Regions from separate parts of the Sus scrofa genome. Here region 2 is linked to region 1. A link is a contact called in public Hi-C data. All regions are on one chromosome and are shown on one strand. The core of a region is the stretch at or near the end of the contact, and the rest is flanking DNA. Distances in the headings are between cores, read along the strand shown. Region 1 holds the start of TPX2 (targeting protein for Xklp2). Region 2 holds the start of ASXL1 (putative Polycomb group protein ASXL1).

Evidence for each region. Hi-C and Micro-C count contacts between places; a contact is called where the count stands out from the background.
Region 2: a Hi-C map of liver shows a contact between it and region 1, with 6 times the contacts expected there. The contact joins the promoter of ASXL1 here to the promoter of TPX2 in region 1. A contact is called at or near these places in 1 of 5 promoter capture datasets (liver) and 3 of 47 Hi-C or Micro-C datasets (heart right ventricle, liver and skeletal muscle).

What each region holds. Positions count from the first base shown.
Region 1 is chr17:35,430,012-35,432,711 of Sscrofa11.1, reverse strand. TPX2 (targeting protein for Xklp2) reads right to left here and starts at 1,441. Exons shown (of 19, transcript XM_021078098.1): 1 at 1,289-1,441; 2 at 719-856.
Region 2 is chr17:35,984,610-35,987,309 of Sscrofa11.1, reverse strand. ASXL1 (putative Polycomb group protein ASXL1) reads right to left here and starts at 1,332. Exons shown (of 12, transcript XM_021077427.1): 1 at 1,206-1,332. The coding sequence starts at 1,262.

The sequences.
Region 1 (2,700 bases), core at 192-2,691:
TAGGATGGCAAGATAAGGTAAGGCTGAACCAGGGAGAAATCCAAGCAATGATCTTAAAGCAAAATCAGAGAGTTCCTGTTATGGCCCAGGAGTAACAAACCCAAGTAGTATCCATGAGGGTATGGGTTTGATTCCTGGCCTTGCTCAGTGAGTAAGGATACAGCATTGCCATGAACTGCGGCATAGGCCAGGAGCTTACAGCTCCTATTTGACCCCCTAGCCTGGGAACTTCCATATGCCCCTCGTTTGGCCCTAAAAAGACAAAATAATAATAAGTTTAAAAAATAAATAAATAAATAAAGCGAAATCAGTAGAGCACTCAGATGCTGTCTTGTCCCAAGCAGGACTGATTGGCAGGAAATGCTTGGTACTTGAATATTAGAAAGTCGTGAGAAAAGAAACCATGTATCTAGAAACCAGGGAAGGGTTCCAACTGTGGCACATATGCTGCCGGGGGCGAACAAAAGGAAAAAAAGAGAACAGGAGAAAAAAAACAATCCCACAATATTATAGCCTGGTTCACTTTTCCTTCCCTCTTCAATCTCTACATGTTTTAGGATAGGAAATTAGAAAGGCAATAGTAACTAGTGGTTCCACACAAAGAGGAAGGGCTGGGCAGACAGGGATAAAACAATGAATTTTAAATCCCCCAACAGAAAGACAACTCCAAGTGGAATTAAACTTGCCCTCAATTATGTTCTCACACCACCTCATTTACCTTTCCAACTTACACAGTTGTTCTGAAATGCAGTTGTCTGTGGCTGTTTTCCTCCGCTAAATGCCTTCTTGAGGGCGGGGCTACAGTTTATCACCCTTTTCTCAAAATGTTTCTAGATTACAGGCCTCAGTTTACTCCCTATAAAAGAAGGATAAGAATAGCACTAACTTCACCGGCTTTGGGTGAAAATTAAATGAGAAAACAGTGCTTAGTCCAATAAACGCCTGTTTCATGTGTGCTGGGTAATATAATTGTCGTTACCGTTATCCTTAGCCCATAGTCTCCCCCAACTCCTCCTTCCACCTATTTCCCAAGCCGGCCTCTGCCTCTACCTGAAGACACAGCTCGCTAGACCCGATCCGGACGGACTTCACGGGGAAATCCTATTACCAAGAGAAGGGTGGCCGGAAGCCCGGCTCCCGCTACGCAGGACAGAACGGCGCCCCTGCAGCACACTTTCCCAGAAGCCAGGCCCTCAAGGCAGCGCTGGGAGGCGACCTCCAGAAGCTCGAAATCAGGGAGAAGCCTGCCCTGAGCCCTGGGTGCTCCCCTTTTCTCCCCACGGCTCACCTCACCTCGGCGCTGACAACCGACCGCCCAGAAAACCCGCCGCGGGATTCATTCAGTACCGTTGAAAATTTGAACCCAGACTCTCCAGTCAAACGCACCAATCAGAGAGCCAGGATCCGGCTAGCCCAGCCTCCCGATTGGCCCGAGAGATCTCAGCGGCGCCGGAAGTCAGCCTGAGGGACGAGCAAACAACCGGCCCCAGAGGCTTCTGGGAAATGTAGTACAAGAGCCTGAGTCGGTAGGGATAATTCCAAAGAAGAAATTACTACAAAGCCCAGAATGCTTCGCTCCAAACTCTTTGGGAAAGATGGTACTACCAACTGAAGAGGTGGAGGTCGAATTTAGGTAACAGAACGGCGTGCGTCCTGGACCTCCCCAAAACATTCACGGAAGAGAATTTCTCATTTTTTTTTATTATTCTCCCTGTAGTTATGCATAGTGCTTTGAATATTCACGAGAATTCACTTCGTTTTAACATCGAGTCCTCTGCATGCAATATAGACTCGCCCCCGGAGTCTCTGCCAAGTGTGGAGTCTCTCGAACTCTTTATCCAGTCCACGCCCTGATATTACTGGCTAAAGCGGTGATTTGGCGGTGCTTGGTCCTCCCCTTTTAATTCCATCTACATCCTTAGCTTTTTTACTGTCGTATTGTAGAAGAGAAAACAAAGGCCCAGAGAAGTTGAATAAACATCAAAAGTCATATTTTTTAAGTGGAGGAGATGGGATTTGAATTAAGAATGTCTGGTCCTATACATCATCAGTAGTCAATTAGAGGATAATAGCAAGGACAGAACAAGAAGATGAACGTTCGTAATAACAAAAGCAGTTTCCTCTGTAGTGCAGTGGGATCATTGGTCTCTTGAGAGCGCTGGGACTGATATTGGATCCCCGGTTGGGCACAGTGGGTTCAGGGTCAGGAATTGTGATTTTGCCGCAAGTGCTGCTTTGGCTAGGATCTTATTCCTGGCCAGGCAACTCCATTTGCCGCGTGGGAGGCCAAAATAAACACATATAACAAGAAAGGCTACAAAGTTTTGAAAAATATACCTAAGATCTTCACAGTAGATTTTTCTAAAGGGAAAACTTCGTTGAGTAACTATAAAAATAATTAAATAAGGGTATATACCTTATTAATAGATGGGGATATATATAATACTGTAAATTTTCCATGTTAAAAGTTCAAGGCACAAAGTTTCTTGGTGGCCTAGTGGTTAAGGATTCCACGTTCTCATTGCTGTGTCTGGGGTGGATCCCTGGCCTGGGAATTTCCTCATGCCCTGGGCACACCCCCCGACCCCCAAAAAAGTTCAAGGCAATTCCAATGAAAATCCTGATAGGTTTTGTCATGGAATTTGCCAAGTTGATTCTAAAATTCATGTGGAAGAGAAAGAGCATCTGAATTTTGAAAAC
Region 2 (2,700 bases), core at 83-2,582, 550 kb before region 1:
AGCTTCATTCATCATTAAAAGTGAATTATAGCAATTGCATATAAACTACAAGTTGTCGAGAGACAAGTGTGCCATCTGCACTATAACCCTGCTTTGTGATAATTCTGAGAAAGTGACATTTCTGAGACAAGTATAACCTGTTACTACTGTCATCAGCAAGATTTTATAAGAATATGTCTCAAAGTGTCTTAGCTTTGTGGGTGCAAATCCAAAAGGAAGATATTTCACTTGCAAGTCTTGTGACACTGAGAACAGAAAATTCACAACCTCCCTCACCAGACAGCTCCAAATACTCAAATTACTCTCTCCTTTGCTAAGTCCTCAGTAAGCAGTATCTTCAGAGACACTTAGTCTTTGTCCAACACTGCATGTATACATGCACCAGGACAACAAGGAATAGAGAACACACAGATACATTCTTTGCAAAGTGTACTTAGTTCTCTGCAGAATGCCTATGTCCAGACTTATGAAGTCCAGTCAGCAGTTCTCAAAGTGTGGTCGGTGGGCCACCTGCATTACAACCAACCTGGGTAGCTGGTTAAAATGAACATACTCAGGCTCTACTTCAGAATCTAAGACTCAAAAGGTCTTAGGTAGGACCCTAAGATGAGTATTCATTAACAACCTCCCCAGGTGTCCCCACAGGACACTAAAGTTTGAGAACCACAGCTCAGGGTTCAAGCTGGGAGTAAGCATTTGTTTCCCTCCACACACCTGGTTTAGATTTCGAAATCTCAAAATGCCACTCGCGTCCTTGAAACTGGGGGCTCTTTCCCACCCCCGGAGTCAAACGCACTACCCCACTGCCCACCAGGAAGCGAGGGAGGAGCTTCCGACCTTTCCCGGAAACCTAACTCCCCCGGGTGCACAAACGAAGCTTCCCCAGACCCCCGAGATACTGCCAAATAGTGGGGGAGGGGTGGCTGAGGCCCCGCCGCCCGGAGAGGGAGGAGCCGGCCAGCCAGCTCGCCCCTCCGCAGGAATTTGGGGGGGGGGGAAGCGTGCAGAAAAAGGCGCCACATCCGACCCGGCGGGGGACCTCTCCCCACCGAACGCCTTGGGGGGGGACTGTCCCGTTCCCGAGTGGCCCGCCCCCTCCTGCGGTGGGCAGGGCTTTCACCCCTCCCCCTCCCGGTGGGGGGGTGCCCGCCCAACCCACCCTCCACACGCCCCCCCACCAAGCCCCCCTCTGCCGCCCGCCTCACCAGGCGCGCGGCCTCGGCCCACGTGCGCTCCTTCTTCCTCTTCTGTTTGTCCTTCATCCTCCTCCTCCCCGGCGGCGGCGGCGGCGGCGGCGGCTCCACGCGGGACCTCCGGGCGGGGTGGGCTAGGGCGGCGGCGGCGGCGCGGGGCTGGGGCGGCGGCGGCGGCGGCGGCGGCGGCGGCAGCAGCAGCGGGGGGCGCGTGGCGGCGGCGGCGCGCGAGGACTCGGGTGCGGCCGGGGAGAAGGGGCGGGCGCGCTGGGGACCGGCTGGCGCGAGACCCGGCGCGAGGACGGCGGTGGGGGAGGGGTGGCGGCTCCACGCGCCCGCGCTGCGTCAGTCGCCCGCGGCGGCGGTGGCGGTGGAGGCGGCGGCAGCAGTGGCCCCGCGATCGCTAAGGAATGCGGCGGCACCGCATAACCATGGGGTCAGAGGTCACAGCTCTGGCCTCCGCTTTCCCGCTCTGCTGAGGGGCCAAGACTAGACTGGCGGCGGGGCAGGAAGGCGAGACGCGGCTTTCCCTTCGGCGCCAGGGTATATGCGTGTCTGCTGTGGGTGTGTGTGAGTGTGTGTGAAGAGTGAGGAGGGGGACTGTGGGGTTTTTTTTTTTTTTTTTTTTTTGAACAAAAACAAACCGAAAAGGTGGCTGGGAGTCGTAGTCCAGGCTGCCTGTCTGGCCTCTCCCGCTCCGGAAGAATATGGCTGCTTGCAACCTTCGGACCACACTTCCCGGCGATCCCAGCGGCCCGTCTTTTCCGCCCTCCCCTCCTTTCCTCCGCCCCGCGCAGAGCTCGGTGAGGAAGGGGGAAAGACAGTCTTTCGGGGAAGGGGCTGGGTGGAGTCTCGCGAGGTGCGGGAACTGGATGGGGGCCTGAAGCATTATGGGAGGTAATGCTGGGAAGGGGCGGTGGCTGGATCCCCACCACACCACCTCCACCGTGCTAGGTTTAACCCCTTCTGCGCTTCTCTCTTGCGGGCCGTCGCGCTGTTAAGGGTGGGGATTGACAACTGGTAGCTCAACCCCCACCCCCCACTTAGTGCCTTTCTCCGCCTAAGCGATTCTCACGGACACTTCTTGTAGGTGACAAGTGACAGGACTTTCCCTTTTGGTCCTCCGCTAAATGACTCACTGCCGCATAATAATGAGACAAAAAGAAACTCATACCAGTAAAACGGTTATTTCATGATTGAGGGACCTAGACAGTTTCCCATTTCCTCCTGTGCTTTCATGCCGCTTTGTGTTTGCAGAAGCTGTATTTGCAGAAGCTGCACCCCAGCCCACAGTGTTCTTACCACCTAGTGAACTTGGTGATATGGGTGGTGTAAAGAACTTGGACTTAGGGGCCATACTTTCCAGAATGCACCTGAGGCCTTTTTTGAGGCAGTACCCTGGAGAGAACACAGAACCTGGGGTCAAACGGACCTAGACCAGCCAGTCCAGGTTATCAGCGTAATACCTAACAGCATTATTGAGATTAAAATCAACATAAAACACCTG